Linked DNA regions of Mus musculus: regions 1, 2, 4 and 5 are each linked to region 3. Evidence: chromatin contacts called from public HiChIP or PLAC-seq and promoter capture Hi-C data. All regions are on one chromosome and are shown on one strand. The core of a region is the stretch at or near the end of the contact, and the rest is flanking DNA. Distances in the headings are between cores, read along the strand shown.

What was found. Promoter capture Hi-C pulls out the DNA fragments that hold promoters and counts their contacts. HiChIP or PLAC-seq counts read pairs in DNA pulled down with a chosen protein or histone mark. Capture Hi-C pulls out chosen DNA fragments and counts their contacts.
Region 1: a contact with region 3 is called in a promoter capture Hi-C map of liver, with 3 times the contacts expected there. The contact joins the promoter of D930007P13Rik here to the promoter of Itga5 in region 3. A contact is called at or near these places in 4 of 39 promoter capture datasets (liver, neutrophils and pre-B cells) and 1 of 9 other capture datasets (liver).
Region 2: a contact with region 3 is called in a promoter capture Hi-C map of liver. The contact joins the promoter of Smug1 here to the promoter of Itga5 in region 3. A contact is called at or near these places in 4 of 39 promoter capture datasets (embryonic stem cells, liver, neutrophils and 1 more), 1 of 484 Hi-C or Micro-C datasets (CD8 T cells) and 2 of 9 other capture datasets (adipose tissue and liver).
Region 4: an H3K27ac HiChIP or PLAC-seq map of extraembryonic endoderm stem cells shows a contact between it and region 3. The contact joins the promoter of Pde1b here to the promoter of Itga5 in region 3. A contact is called at or near these places in 5 of 39 promoter capture datasets (cranial neural crest, embryonic stem cells, frontonasal cranial neural crest and 1 more), 1 of 15 datasets of contacts at CTCF or cohesin (the NIH/3T3 cell line), 5 of 484 Hi-C or Micro-C datasets (bone marrow-derived macrophages, cerebral cortex, embryonic stem cells and 2 more), 9 of 115 datasets of contacts at active chromatin or transcription factors (bone marrow-derived dendritic cells, bone marrow-derived macrophages, embryonic stem cells and 5 more) and 4 of 9 other capture datasets (adipose tissue, liver, macrophages and 1 more).
Region 5: a contact with region 3 is called in an H3K4me3 HiChIP or PLAC-seq map of embryonic stem cells, with 25 read pairs. The contact joins the promoter of Ppp1r1a here to the promoter of Itga5 in region 3. A contact is called at or near these places in 3 of 39 promoter capture datasets (cranial neural crest, embryonic stem cells and frontonasal cranial neural crest), 10 of 484 Hi-C or Micro-C datasets (the HL-1 cell line, brown adipocytes, cerebellum and 3 more), 8 of 115 datasets of contacts at active chromatin or transcription factors (embryonic forebrain, embryonic stem cells, epiblast stem cells and 1 more) and 1 of 9 other capture datasets (pancreatic islet).

Annotation. Positions count from the first base shown.
Region 1 is chr15:103,145,537-103,148,236 of GRCm38.p6, forward strand. It overlaps D930007P13Rik (Riken cDNA D930007P13 gene), which reads right to left and starts at 1,292. Exons shown (of 7, transcript NR_045743.1): 1 at 778-1,292; 2 at 1-64.
Region 2 is chr15:103,161,985-103,164,684 of GRCm38.p6, forward strand. It overlaps Smug1 (single-strand selective monofunctional uracil DNA glycosylase), which reads right to left and starts at 1,300. Exons shown (of 6, transcript NM_027885.3): 1 at 1,288-1,300.
Region 3 is chr15:103,365,458-103,368,157 of GRCm38.p6, forward strand. It overlaps Itga5 (integrin alpha 5 (fibronectin receptor alpha)), which reads right to left and starts at 1,334. Exons shown (of 30, transcript NM_010577.4): 1 at 843-1,334. The coding sequence starts at 1,069.
Region 4 is chr15:103,501,639-103,504,338 of GRCm38.p6, forward strand. Pde1b (phosphodiesterase 1B, Ca2+-calmodulin dependent) reads left to right here and starts at 1,396. Exons shown (of 16, transcript NM_008800.2): 1 at 1,396-1,734; 2 at 1,823-1,945. The coding sequence starts at 1,836. It also overlaps a transcript of Nckap1l not described here.
Region 5 is chr15:103,536,725-103,539,424 of GRCm38.p6, forward strand. Ppp1r1a (protein phosphatase 1, regulatory inhibitor subunit 1A) reads right to left here and starts at 1,268. Exons shown (of 7, transcript NM_021391.3): 1 at 1,071-1,268. The coding sequence starts at 1,154.

The DNA.
Region 1 (2,700 bases), core at 42-2,541, 220 kb before region 3:
CTCCTGATGCCAGCTCCTTGGTATTCCATGATACCAGGTAATGACAAGTTCCATGTTCTGGTCACTGGTAGGAAACAAAACAACACAAAAACCTCTTAGTTTTTCCTTGATGATGCTGCTTCCACGGTTCCCATCTGACTCACCGCAACCACCCCCCACCCCCACCCCGAGCTGACTCTGCAACATTCATCCAGGCCCCACTCTCTCCTTGCTGCTACAGTGCACTCTTGGACGTCCTTGTTTCCCACTGCATTCTCAACATGACAGCATTGAGTAGTCAAGGGGAGTATGCATATCACTCTCAGGCCCTGACTCTCCAATGGCTCCCTGTCCATTCAGAGTGGAAGTGCAAGTTTAGCTGTGACTCATTAGTCCCCACATGATCGTGATTAGCTTTCTGTGACCTCTTAGAAGCCACAGCTCATTCCCTTCCTTATTTTCCCTGCTCCAGCCATACCGGCCTCAATGCCATTCCTCCAGCATGCCAGACTGCTCGCAGGAGGGTTTCCCCTTGCTGTTTGTCTGCCAGGAAAGATCTTCCCTAAATCTGCCTGGGTCGTCAGCATATGGTAAATGCCAGGTTCCATATGTTGGGGGGCAGAACACAGATATGCAAGGGAGGGAACGGGAAGATGAAACAGGGGAGTCGGGTACCACACAAGACATGAAATGGCTTGTCTTGCTTTCTGTCTTCCTGGGATTCTGTCTTCAGAAGATCAGGGATCTCGGGGTGGGGCTGCTCTTGGTTCTTCAGCAAGTGGCCCCTTTCATACTAACCTCAGGGCTGATGGACCCACATCTATCAATCTCAGGACTTCTGGACAGGAGCCGTCTGATGGTCCTGAATGAACAGGCCGGTCCTTTCTATGCTGAAAGGATACAGAGAAGAAGCCACCTCTTCCAACCATGCACTTGTTACCACCACCTTCTGCCTCTCCTTCAAGCCTCTTACTCTGGTGCTAGGATGTAGGCTTGAAGAGGAAAGGGAAGGGCTCAAGGTAAAGGGCACAGGAGGCCTAAGAGAGTAAACTGAGGCAGAGAGAAACACAAGCTGTGCAGAGCCAGTGACCCAGAGATAGAGCGGAATTGCACAGGCCAAAAGGGGTCCAGGTCAGAGGTGGATGCAGCCAGCAGGTGAAAAGCAGCAATGCACTGAGGGCTGGGCGCTCTGTCCAAAGGATTAAGGTAGGTAGGCTTTGGAAGTAAGGAGCCCAGGACAGCTCCGAAGAGGAACAGGCGGGGCGGCGCGGGCAGCAGGACCACACGCTGCCGGGCTGCGCGGGCGGAGGCAGACTGAGGCGGGCGGAGGCGGCGGGCTCAGCGGAGCGGGCGGGCGCCGGGAGCGGGCTCGTAAAAGCCGCGCGGCGCGGGGAAATTGCCGCCAGAATCGCTGAGCTCCACAAAACGCCGCCCGCGCAGCCCGCCGCCGCGCCCGCTCCAATCTCCAGCCTCATCGGCGCGCGGGCTGGTTATGCATTTAAATGTTATTTAATTGGATTGCGGAGGAGCTGGGGGCCAGAGTGCCCCCGCCTCCGCCCCGCACGCGCTGCACGTCTGTTTTCCGAGTCACAGATTGCCACGCACCCCCTCCTGCCCAATCCTTTGCCTCCGACGCTTCTCTCCCTCCCTTCTGAACCCGGCCAGAGGACACTCAGAAAGACATCAGCCTATGAAGACTGAAAACTAAGAGGCTACGCACGAACACACACACACACATCCTGAAGACGCACAAAGACATAGCAGCAGCAAAAATTGGCTACACTCACTTATACCAGTGTCCATCTGGAAGATTAAGAATGGCAAACAAATATGGTCCCTAGAACCACAGAAGTACACAAATGTGTATTAACACACTCATGCTGCAAGACAAAACATCACCTGACCTCTCCCGGGGTAATGACACTCACAAAGCGACACTGCCAAGCATGGGCAGAAAGGATGCCAAAGCATGACCCTCATAGGGTAAGGCAGAGACCCTCCCCAAAGCTGAGTAAGAAGGGAAGCCTGTGTTCACTCTTACACTCAGCCAGACCACCACCTATTTGCTTTGCCTATTCAGGGTTGGAAAACAAAACCTTTTGTTCAGCGACATACTGTCCTCCCAAACCACAGCACAGGAAGCTTCAAGAGGCAACTGCATTTGTAAGGATGTTTTTTAAACCGAACAAAGAAAGAAAATTGAGTCCCAATTACAACAAGCGGGATAGCAGATAGACACCAGGAGGGCCTTCCTGAGAGGATAGAAACTGGAATCCCAAGAGGTGAGGTTGGCCATGTGTGTGAGGTGGGGAGCTAGCTAAGAAGTCAGCACCGTGGAGGTTAGGGTCAAGGGTTAAGGTTAGGGAGGAGAGCACGTCCTGCATAGGCAGTTCTCCACAGGCTCCCAGCCAGCAACAGTTAACTGTTGACCTGAGATGATCAGGATTACGCCACTTCAATTAATGAAAATGGAAATGGCAACCTGGCTTGGCACAGGTCCCCGCAGAGGACCATTCTGGGCTCTCCGCCATCCCTTCTGCGAGCAGGGCCCGGAGACTTGAGGATCTGAGCGGGGCTGTGGGGACAGAAGAACAGGCAAAATGTACGGGGGGGTGGGGGTGGGGGAGATTCTATTGCAGCTGACCTGCTTGCATTGTATCTGAGAGCATGAGGGCCCAATCAGAGAAGAGAAAGTATCCTCACACACAGGCTAATTCAACC
Region 2 (2,700 bases), core at 50-2,549, 200 kb before region 3:
CCAATATTAGAAAAAACAGCACAGGGATCTCTCTCAGGTCTAAGATGGGTCTGCTCTGGGCTGAAGACAGCAAGGATAGGCATGCACAGAAGTGAGGAGAGCTTATTTTCACTGTTCATCTGGTAGCAAGTGTCACAGGCTAACTAGAATGCTAGTCCTGGTTTCCTCTCTTAAACGGTTCTTTCTCTTAACAGTTGTTTTTATTTACTAGGGAGAGCAAGCACACCTTAGCAACTCATGTGGCAAAAGATAACTTTTGGGAGCTGGTTCTCTTCTACTGTCAAGGCTCTGAGGAATGAATATAAGTCATCAGGTTTGGTGGCAAGAGCCCTACCAGCCAAGACATCTAAGAAGGTTCTCTTGCACAAATCACTTTAAGGCTCTTCTCTATAGGAACCATCAACCTACCTCCAGCAATTGTTTATTTCTTAAATATTTGAGTCCCTCATATGTTGGGGGGATAACTCCAAAATAAGATATAAGACAGGTTTGGGATAAGCCATGAAGAGCTAAGAGGACAGATATAATCTGAGCTTTGCTGTCCTGGACAAAAAATCAAAAAAAAAAAAAAAAAATTCCTAGCAGGAAGTCTGACAGTCCTCCCTAAAGTCACCAACAGCCATAAGCTCAATGCCTGATGCTGCAACTCAGTGGAGTGTATACCAAAGATGAATGAAGCCTTGGGTTCAATCCCCAGCACTGTAAACCAGGTATAGAAGCTCGTATCTATCAGCTCAGCACTCAGGAGGTAGAGGCGGAAAGATGAGAAGATCAGGAGCCTTTTGTGTGTGTGTGTGTGTGTGTGTGTGCATTTTTTCCCCTCAAAAAGCAAAATGCCTTAAGAAACATGTCACACATTTCAAATTACATTAAAAAACAAAGGGCAACCCTGAGATACATCCAGGCCACAGTGCGATGGAGGCTCATTAAGTAAAAGTACTGGCTGCTCTTTCAATGGTTCTCAGTTTAATTCCCAGCACCCATAATGCGGCTTGCAAGAGTCAAACTGCAGTCCTATAGTATCCAATGTCCTCTTCTGGTGTGCAGACAAAACACCCATATATAAAAAATAACATAAATAAACCTAAAACAAAAATAAGAATCCAAGCCACTAGCTAGCCGCTGTCCCTTGTAGGTGGTACAGAAATCCACAGGATTTAAATCAAAACAGCGCTGCAGGGCTCACAGGGGCCCCTTGTAGGCCTTGGAGTCACAGAGCGGCTACCTCTCCGGAACTCCGAGAGCCCCCACCGCCCTTCCCAGAGATCCAGCCCCCTACTCCCTCACCTGCACAAGCTCCCCATGCAGCTTCCGCTTCCTTTCTTCGTCCTGGCGCGGAGGGCACTGGGAGTTGTAGTCGACAGCATTTAAATAAGAAGAATGGCTAGCGACGTCTGCTTCCGCCGGAAATGCCAAATCCCCGGAAAACTCGCTAAAAGAGTTCCACGGGTCGCTGGGGATTGTAGTTTAATAATATGATTTACATCAAGACGTCACAACCATCTGGACTCTGCAGCCATCCCCAATACCTCATCCACCAGAGACCTTTCCCTCTTGCTGCCCCGAGGTATAAGGCATCATCTTTGCAGCCCTCCAAGGGCCATTAACTGTTTACATAACATCCAAAGAGGCAACCGTGTGGTTGTGGCGGATCTACAGAGTGAGTTCCAGGACAGCCAGGGCTACACAGAAACCCTGACTCGACAAAACAAAACAACCAAACAAATATCCACGAAGGCATTTCTCTCAGCACCTACCTCTTTGACAGTGAACATCCCTGTTAGCATTAGCATCTAAATCCACAGCCTCGCCATTTTAATCTGTTTCTCTCTTGCCTTGACATCTGCCAGCCTGTATCCTGAATTGGGTTTCTCCAAGAAGCAAAATCAAAACCATCCTTTTATCAATGTGAGGAGATGTATTGTGGAAATACGCTCACAGCCCTATGGGACCTGCTGCCTGTAAGCTGGAGAACCAGGGAAGCCCTTTGTGTTAAGAGCCCTTCCTTAGTCATTGGTTGCACTGGACTCTGAACAGGTTGGTGGTGCCCACCCAGGTTAGTAAGGAAGATCGTCCTGACTCAGATTTTTGTTTATTTACCAACTCTTATGTCTCCTGGCCCTCATAAGTAGACATATATAAATAACACATCCCATCTTTCCAGACTCTCCTACAATAGTCTTCCCAGGAAGCCTTCTCCAACAAACTTTAATCCCTAATTGCACCTAACTAGCCCCTCAGCACTGACTTCCAAAGCCATTCACACCCTGCTTTGTTCCTATCTAACTGGACATTTCACTGTGACTTTTCACTCAACTGGAATCTTCCATGGGTAGATATCTTCTGGGTCCCTTGCCTTCCCCAATACTCATGCCGGGGGAAGCCAGGGCTCTCATCACCAAAGCAAAGTCCCCAATGGGTGCTAGGGAAGAAGACCAGGGAACCCAGAACACAATGCCTTTCCCAAGACTGCTCTAGCATCCAGATAAAAGCAGTGGGTGCAGCTGTTGTGAGTAGTGACCATCCAGCATCAAGGTGAGGAATCACTCACCTGTATTCCATCGAGGCTGCCCCTTACTTGCTGAGCTGTAGTGCACAGCAGCCTTGTCCCTCTGGGTCTTGCCACTTTCTTTCTGTACGATTTGTCGCTCACCTCTTCCATGGCTTGCTTTCTGTCTCTAGGTGCCTCTATCTTCCCCT
Region 3 (2,700 bases), core at 84-2,583:
AGAAGTCTGAGTTCTACTACAGCCGACAAGCTACAGGAAATCAGCTTTTCTCTTCCTCCCAAGAGCTAGAGCAAGAGGGAAACCGCCCACCCCCCTTCAGGCGCGCGCACTCACACCCCTCCCGACACATCCGTGCACCGCCCTGGATTGATCCGGCCACTAGCCCTAGTACCCCCAGTGCCAGGGTTCTGGGATTCTCCCCAAGTTCTTGGATCTCTTCGCCTGAAGAGACTGGGGGTGGGAGGCAATTCAGGAGAATGAGGAGAAAGGGGAGGGAGCCTTCGTCTTCCTCCCGGGTCTTTCCCGAGTCTGAGTTGATGGGGGAGGGGAGGATGAGACTGGCCCCCACATAACCTTCCGACCCTCTCAGTCTGTCTTTCCTCTTACGGCACACGCTTACCCAGCTCCAACCCTCTCAATAGCCCCACCGAGGATCTCGAGGTTCTTCCACTGCCTCCTAAGGCCCTGCCCGGCCTCCGCACCCCCCTCGACTCCCACCCGCCACAGGTCTCCCGCAGCCCACAGATCGCCAGAGACCCTAAGCTTTCTGCGCCCTCTCCTCCCGGTTGGCCCTTAGACCCTGCCTGTACTTCTCCAGCTTCTAGATTCGGGTCCTCTCCTCATGCCACACAAGTTTCGACACCGATCTCACACTCCACGTCGGCCACGGTCCCTCCCTGCTGCAGCGCGGGCCCCCAATTCTAGCTTGGGCCCCCAACTCAAGTCTTGGTCTTTCCAAACTCCGCCCTCCAACTCAAGTCCTGGTCGCTTCCAGTCCTCGGCGCGCCCCCAGTTTCCAGGTGGCCCCCTGCCCGCTTCCCGCCGCCAACCTCGCCACTCACCCGTCCCTTCCCGGCCGGTAAAACTCCACGGAGAAGCCAAAAAGGGAGCCGGGGGGCCCGGAGAGCACCGCCGGGGCCTCCGCGTCTAGGTTGAAGCCCCCAACCTGGAGTGGTGGCGGCCACAGTAGCAGCAGCAGAGGCAGCAGCGGCGGTAGGCGTCGGGGCCCCCAGCGCAGCAGCACCGCGTGGAGAGGAGATCGAGGCGACCGTGGCGTCCAGCTCCCCATAGTGCCCGCTCTTCCCTGTCCTGGGGCCACCGACCCGGAGCCGCTTCCTAAACCTCCCAGAGGCGAATGACTCAACGCGGGGAGGAGTTTGCCAAACTCCCGGCTGGGCCCTCCCCCCGGCCGCCGGGCCGGCTGGCGGGGGGGCATTCCTGGGTCCCGGGGACGCCGAGGCCGCGCCCCGCACCCGAAGGGGCGTGGGGGGCCGCACCTCTGAACCCTGGCTCCGGCCCCAGCTGGAGGCCGGTGGTCTGGCCTGGCTCAGACTGGGCGGGCTTGGGTTCTTCGCCCTCCTCTCCGCTTCCCCCTCCTCCCTCCCCCTCCTTTCCAGATGTACAACGTAAACGCTCGGAAAAGTAGTCGGAAAAGGGAGCAGAAAATTTCCTAATGAGGAAAGGAATCACCTCTGGGGGGCGGAGGGAGCCTGAATATTGTGTGTGTGTGTCTCCCTCATTTCTTCAGGAAAAAAACTTTGGGGTCGAGAGACAGGGGACTCCTCTGGCGTCCGGCCAACAGGGATTCCCCTTGCCTTCCGGGGCCACTGGGTGCCTGGGTTCTGGCCAGCTAGATTGGGACTCTGCAGCCCAGTCACTGAACGCTCCCCAGACAGCCTCCTGGGGTAGCTTCGTTGGCCTCGGGAATTCCGCGGCTGCCCCTCCCCAAGCTGATAGAGTGGAAAGCATAGGACTTTTGGGGTCTCTGACACAGGAGCATTGGGCTTTATTTGCTAACGTTGGGTTTGGAAGTCTCTGTTCTGGCCCTTTCTTGGATTTGATACCTGACCAAGTGGCCAACCTCTCAATTCAGTTCCTTCATCAGATTGCCTGATTTCCTGGATAAGCCCCAGAAAGATAAGTGATGGGTAGCAGTTGTGATGGTGGTGGTGGGGAGTCTTCAAAGGGAACCAACTTTCAGCTTCTGTTGGCCATCTGAAACCCAAGACACTTGCATTATTTGTGTAAGTAGAGGAAGGGGTGGTAGTAAGTGAAGGTACCTTGTTAGCCCCTAGCTCAGGCTGTGTGTGATGAGATCACCTTTCAGGATTCTGGTCTTTATCTTAGTCTGGGGGGAGGGGAGAGAGGCCTACAGTCTCCCCTAATCCCCTTTGCTTTCTACTCCCTTCTCAGCCTTTTTCCTCCAGGACTTCTCCCCTTTCAGAATAAGGCCCACAGAGTAAAATCCTGCCCTCTTCTTGCCCTTCTCTTTTGACCCGTTGTGGCCTGAGGGGATGCTGAATAAAAATCCCAGAGTCATTTTTTTTTTTTTCCTGCTGCATGCTTCCTCTCATCTGTTACTCTTACTCTGCTTTCTGTCCTCAGTCACCCAGCTAGATCTTCAAAAGCAGATCTCCAGGGCCAATTGCAGCCCCAGAGAGAGGCCAGCTGAACAGACTACAGCCTAACCCTGGCTCCATTCCACTTTCACATCTGCAGGTCCTGACCCTTCGTCAGGTGGGAAACATAAGGAATCTGTGGGTCAGGATCTGAGGCAAGCAGTACCCAAAGTCAACCTCTGGTGTGATTGGCCAGGGGGGGAACCCAGGTGAAGAGGAGAATGGACTTTTATTTACTGTTTATAGACATTCATGTGAGGCTTGGGTCCCACATGTGTGAATCCAGCCCTCTCCTTTCTCA
Region 4 (2,700 bases), core at 146-2,645, 140 kb after region 3:
CTGTCTGTATCAGAAAAATCCTTAGTTCTAATGAAATTTTTGAGTTAGAGCATTTTAACTCTAATCCTAGTTCATAATTAATTCTTGTGTAGTTTCCAGCAAATCCCTTCTTCAGGTGATAAAGGAGCTGGCTCACAAATTCTGTAAACTACATTGTGCAAGAGTGATAGAGTCTCAGATGCTGAGGTCTCTAGTCTGTGATTGCTTCTCTGGAGAGGAGGGAACAGTGATGTTTGTTGAAGTTAGATTGACAGAAGGTGAGGTCCCAAGATTCTTGTCACTTTTGGCTCTATCTCCAACTCTGCTGTAGCTTTCTATCTCTGTGCTTCCCAGTGGCTGCTTCTCCTGGCAGTTTTTTTCACAGTGGGAGTCTAGCACTTCCCCTCTGATCCTTTCTCTTCCTTCACCTGAGAAAAGAGGAGCCTCCACTCCATAGTTTAGAATATATGTCTCCTCCCGGTCACCCCTCCTCCCAAACCCCAGAGTTCTTGAAATGAAAAGTCACATTCTGGAACCCTGGATTAGTGGCTTGTTAGAAAACCAGCAGTCAGTGAATCCATTTCTATTTGCAGATTGCATGAGAGTTTCTACGGTGCCAAAGTAGGTGTTCATTCAGAGAACAGAGAGACAGAACTGGGTCCCATGGTGGGACACGGTAGGATGGAAGAGGTTTTGCCCTGTCACACAGTCTTGAGTTCAAATTCTACTTTCTTGTGTCACAAAATATTTATTCAGCAGAGAGGCTGTTCTACACTGGGCCTTTAGCTCTTACTTTTTTTTTTTTTTCCTTTGAAGGCAGAATAAAATGAAGTCAGTTGGAACGGCTGCAGGCCTGCAGGCCAGGCTAGCTATCAGGCTTGCTTTCCTGTCTGTGTGCAGTTACTGGGTAGTTAAGGAAGGCATGGGGGCTGCTTGATCTGCAGAGCTTTAAAATACATAGAAATTCCCTCTGGGCGGGCGAAGGAGGCAGGTCCGGAAGACCCGGTTGTGGGAGCTGAGGCCAGCTGTGGGATGCCAGCATTGCTCCGAGCCACCAGAACTTTTCCTTTCAAAGACAGGACCGCGGCGTGTGGGGGTTGGCCTGGCTAGGTTCTGAGGATTGTGGCTTCACTCCACCCACGGCCTGGTATTACAGGGAGAAAGAAGGACCACCGAGGATACGCGGGCAACCAGCCACGCGTGGAATCTTGGGACCACATGCGCGCATTCACAGAAACTCTGAACACACCCAGAGGGAACCACCCCACCATCCACACGAAGTCCTGCGGGCCGCCCGCGCGCGCTGTCAACACGCACTACCCCTCTCCCCGCCCCCCCGCGCGCAAGGGCACACGCAGCAGCCACTCGTACTGGGCGCCTGTGAGCGCGCTCGCCCTTGGGCGCTTCTGAGTGTGTGCACCCCTAGGCTCTCTTGCGCTCCTAGGCGAGGGGGAGGAGTGGCTACACTGCGCGGTAGACCGGCGGGCGGGCGGGTCGAGGAGCAGGGAGGGGAGCGAAGGGAGGGGGCCCTGGCCGGGGGAGGAGGAGGGAGGCGAGGAGGCGGCTGTGGCAGCGCACGGCGGCGGTGGCGGAGGTAGCGGCGGCGGCGGTGGCGGCGGCAGCGGCGCGGAGAGCTGGAAGCTGGAGCCCAGAGCTCAGCCGGGTAGCGTGAGAGAAGCAGCCGCAGGAACTGCAGCCCTGCTAGCTTGGGCCGAGCAGAAACACACCGGCCTGGCTGGTCCACGCCAGCCGCAGGTGGGAAGGGTCTAGGATGAGGGGCGAGGATCTCTCGGTAAGGGTCCGAAGCTGAGCAGAGGGGCTGTCTCCTCCTTCTGTTCTCTAGACAGTGGCTGAGCATGGAGCTGTCCCCCCGCAGTCCTCCAGAGATGCTGGAGTCGGATTGCCCGTCACCCCTGGAGCTGAAGTCAGCCCCCAGCAAGAAAATGTGGATTAAGCTACGGTCTCTGTGAGTCTCTGGCGGGGGGGGGCGGGGGGGGCGGTGTGTGTGTGTGTGTGCGCGTGTTGAACTCTCTTTCTGCGTGTATGTGGTGCTGCAATTGGAACCAGGCAGGTAGATTCTCTTGGTCACACATGTTGGCAGGTGCGAGGAAACATGGCCCTGACATCCTTGTCCAGGTCACATGTATGGGTCCTTGGCAGAACGAGCCTGTTGGTTAGAGCAGGTTTAGGAGTTGCAAAGCTTGTGCTTGTGTTTGCGGCCCTTTGGGTGACAGGCTGACACGCAGCAGCGCAAAGAGGCAGCGCACTGTATGTGCGGTGTGACAGGGCTGCAGACAGGCAGCGTTCAGGAGGTGCCAGGCTGACTCACACATATCCATGTGCAGGGTTGTGCAGATGTGAGACCCATCACATGCAGTGTGCACGAGTGTTCATGGGTCACAGAGGTGTGAAGAGCACTTGCACACCGATGCGGCGGATCTAGTGCACAGAGAGATATTTGTGCCAACCTGTGGGTTCTATATATCTTCTTTGGGATTGGTCGTTCTTCCCCCTGCATCCCACAGGGAACAGGATGAGGGTGCCCTGCACTTAAGAAGATCATCTGCTTTGGTGTCTGGAAATTGCATATTTAATGGTCTGGAGGAGTGGGTGGAACCGTCACCTGGGCGCTAGAGGACCGGGTGATTGATAGTGAAGAAGACTGATTGATTGATAGGAACAACATGATTGGCTTAATCAAAGCCTTTTTATTTATATAGG
Region 5 (2,700 bases), core at 18-2,517, 170 kb after region 3:
GGTAGGGAGAGGAGAAGCTGGGTACCTGCTCCTCCCTGGATCTGAGAAGTAGAAGTTTCAAAGTGTACACCTGCTGGGTCCCTTTTCATCCACACCCAATTCTATGAATCGGCTCTAGCAATGTGGAAACCTTTTTCTCCTGCTCATCCCCAGAGGTCTGATTCTTTCAGGTGGAGAGCTTGACAGTGAGTGGCTGGGGGCAGGAGTCCTGGGGAGCTGGATGCTCTTGGGGAGGGATGGTCTTCACAATCCAGGGAATGCAAAAGAAGGCAGGCTGCAGATAGTAGCCCCTTCCATACGCTCACTGACGCTGACACACACTGCTCACTCACACACTGCCGCCTCTGCCAGGCTGCTCAGAGCTAAAAATAGGCCAGGCCAGGAGGCTGGGCCAGGGCCCTGCACTCCCACCCGATGAGCCAAGCTTTCTTGGTGGCTTGCTCGTGGCTAAGCTTGGACCCCAGGCCCAGACGCTCCAGATCGCCGCGCTGCGCCCCGCATCTCACCCCCACTCCCTACTCCATAGGGCAGAGTTATACCCAGGTCCCACGTGCTCTGACTTGCAGAAGGGAACATCAGCTTGCAGACCCCTCCACCCTCCCCCGTCCTTGCTCTAAAACTCCTCCATAGCTGTTCTCATCCCTTTGGGTGCCACACTCAGCCTCCAGATGACACGGAGGGGAGGAGAGCTGTCTCTTCTGCTCACTCGCCGCCCCCCGCCCGCAACATCCTCCCGGCAGTACCCTTCAGCTTACCAATGCCACTTAGCCGGGAAACTCTGGGGGTTGACTGGGTGTGAGGGGCTGTAAGGTCGCCAGTGAGGGAGGAGGGGTCGTGTCCCTATGGCTGGGCTGGGAGTGAACGATGCTCTTGGAGACACCCGCCACAGGGACCCATACTGGTGACCGAGGTGTGGCCTCGCTGTTGGGGGAGGGTATGGAGACCCCCATAAACTGGGCGAGTGCGTTCCTGAAGAGGTGTGGTGCCGCGCTGGGGCAAGGCAGGGATTCAAGTCTCACGGCCAGGTCCCCAGTCCTTCGCCGAGTCCTGCTGCCCCGCCCTGCCTGTACCTGCTCCGCCGCCTCCGGGTCCAGGTGAGGCTCCAGCAGCGGGACCGTAAACTGGATCTTCCGTGGGCTGTTGTCGGGCTCCATGGCTCCCGGTCAGGCAGCGGCGGACCTCGGGCTGGGGCGGGCGCGCTCCCTCTCTGTTGCGCTCCGGCCCTGGCCCCAGCCCGGCGCTCGGCTTGCAGCTCCTGGCTCGGCGCGCCCCGCTCCGCTTGGGGACTGTGTTGTTGCGGATTGGCTCGTCACCGTCCCTCCCGGCCCCCTCCTCCCCCAGTCCCGAGCCTTAACCCCGTCGTGGCTGTGCTGGCGGCTGTGCAGGTCGCCGCCCCTCAAGCTAAGGATCCAGACCCCGGTTGGTCGCTGTCCTAGACCACCCGCGGGCCGGCATCCAGGTATTTTAGAATTCTGGGCAGGGGGTGGGTGTGGAAAGGTTTTATCAAGAACTTCTTCAAGCTGGTGCAGGTTTCATGGTCTGGAAAAAAGAAAGGACACAGCTCCAGAGGTAGATTATGTTTATGATCTAAAGGAGATTTCACAAAGAGAAAAGATTGAAAGGAGATTTAGGTACACAGCAGGAGGGATTAAAGTTAGACTGGGAGGGAACTTCCCCTTGAGGCCAATTACTAGAGTGGATGTGAAAACTTTGAGGGCAGGTGCGAGCTTTGGCTACTGTTCAGGGAACACTCCTGGACAAGAGAGAGAAGAGGGGAAGCTCTCAGAGAGTCGGCAGAGTAAGACTCTTTGGAGTGTGAGTGGACCAAGGGCTTGGGGAGAGGGCCATTTAGGGTAAAGAAGAAGCCATGGAGGTGAAAGCCAATCCTGCTTGTGAAATAGATTTCACTTTCTGCTTGCTACATTGTGAGCTGCAAAGTAGGTGAAAGGCCTTTAAGGGGATTACAGGGATGGGGATGGGGAGTGGAGGACACCCCACCGGGGTGGCCTGTTTACAGATGGCTGGTGTCCACTTTCACTGTTGGCAGGACAATGAAAATGCTCTGCCCTGCTCTGTCGTGACTATTGGCATGGAAGTTAGACTACTAGAAGAACTTACTGGGTTGGTATGGGATCAACATGCCACTCGGTACTAACCAGTGAAGGCGACAGGATATTCATAGGAACTGAAGTGCTCTGTACTAGGGTTAGGGTCACTAGACAGAGAGAGGTGGGTGCTGGAGAGGTGGAAGGGTTCCTAATGTATTCAGGAGGCACAGTGGAACTGAGATAGAGAAGGAGAAGGCCTATAGTGCTGAAGGGGGGGTATGGAAGTACGGGGAGATCAGTTTCTTTGTAGTCTTAAACTGAACAGAGGGCAGGGTCTATCTAGGTTTAAGCTTGGCTCCAGGGGAATGGGGCCTTGGTCATCCCCCACTCTAGGGGGCAGCTTTAAACCTCAGTCTGGAGTTCTCTGGTGTGTTTTCCATGGCCCCTTCCCCTCTTCCCTCCAAAAATAGCCCCACCCTCACCCCCTTCCTCCCCTAGGGATCCTTTTACACAGCAGACAGGCTCAGCTTTCTCCAGGGCAAGGCCAGGTTGCAGCCACTCAGCAGCCCTGAAGGTTCTATAGCCAGTTGCTCCTCCATTTGCTGTTGAAGTAATGGGACTCTGGGAATGCTTCTCCCAGCCTTTTTGCTCT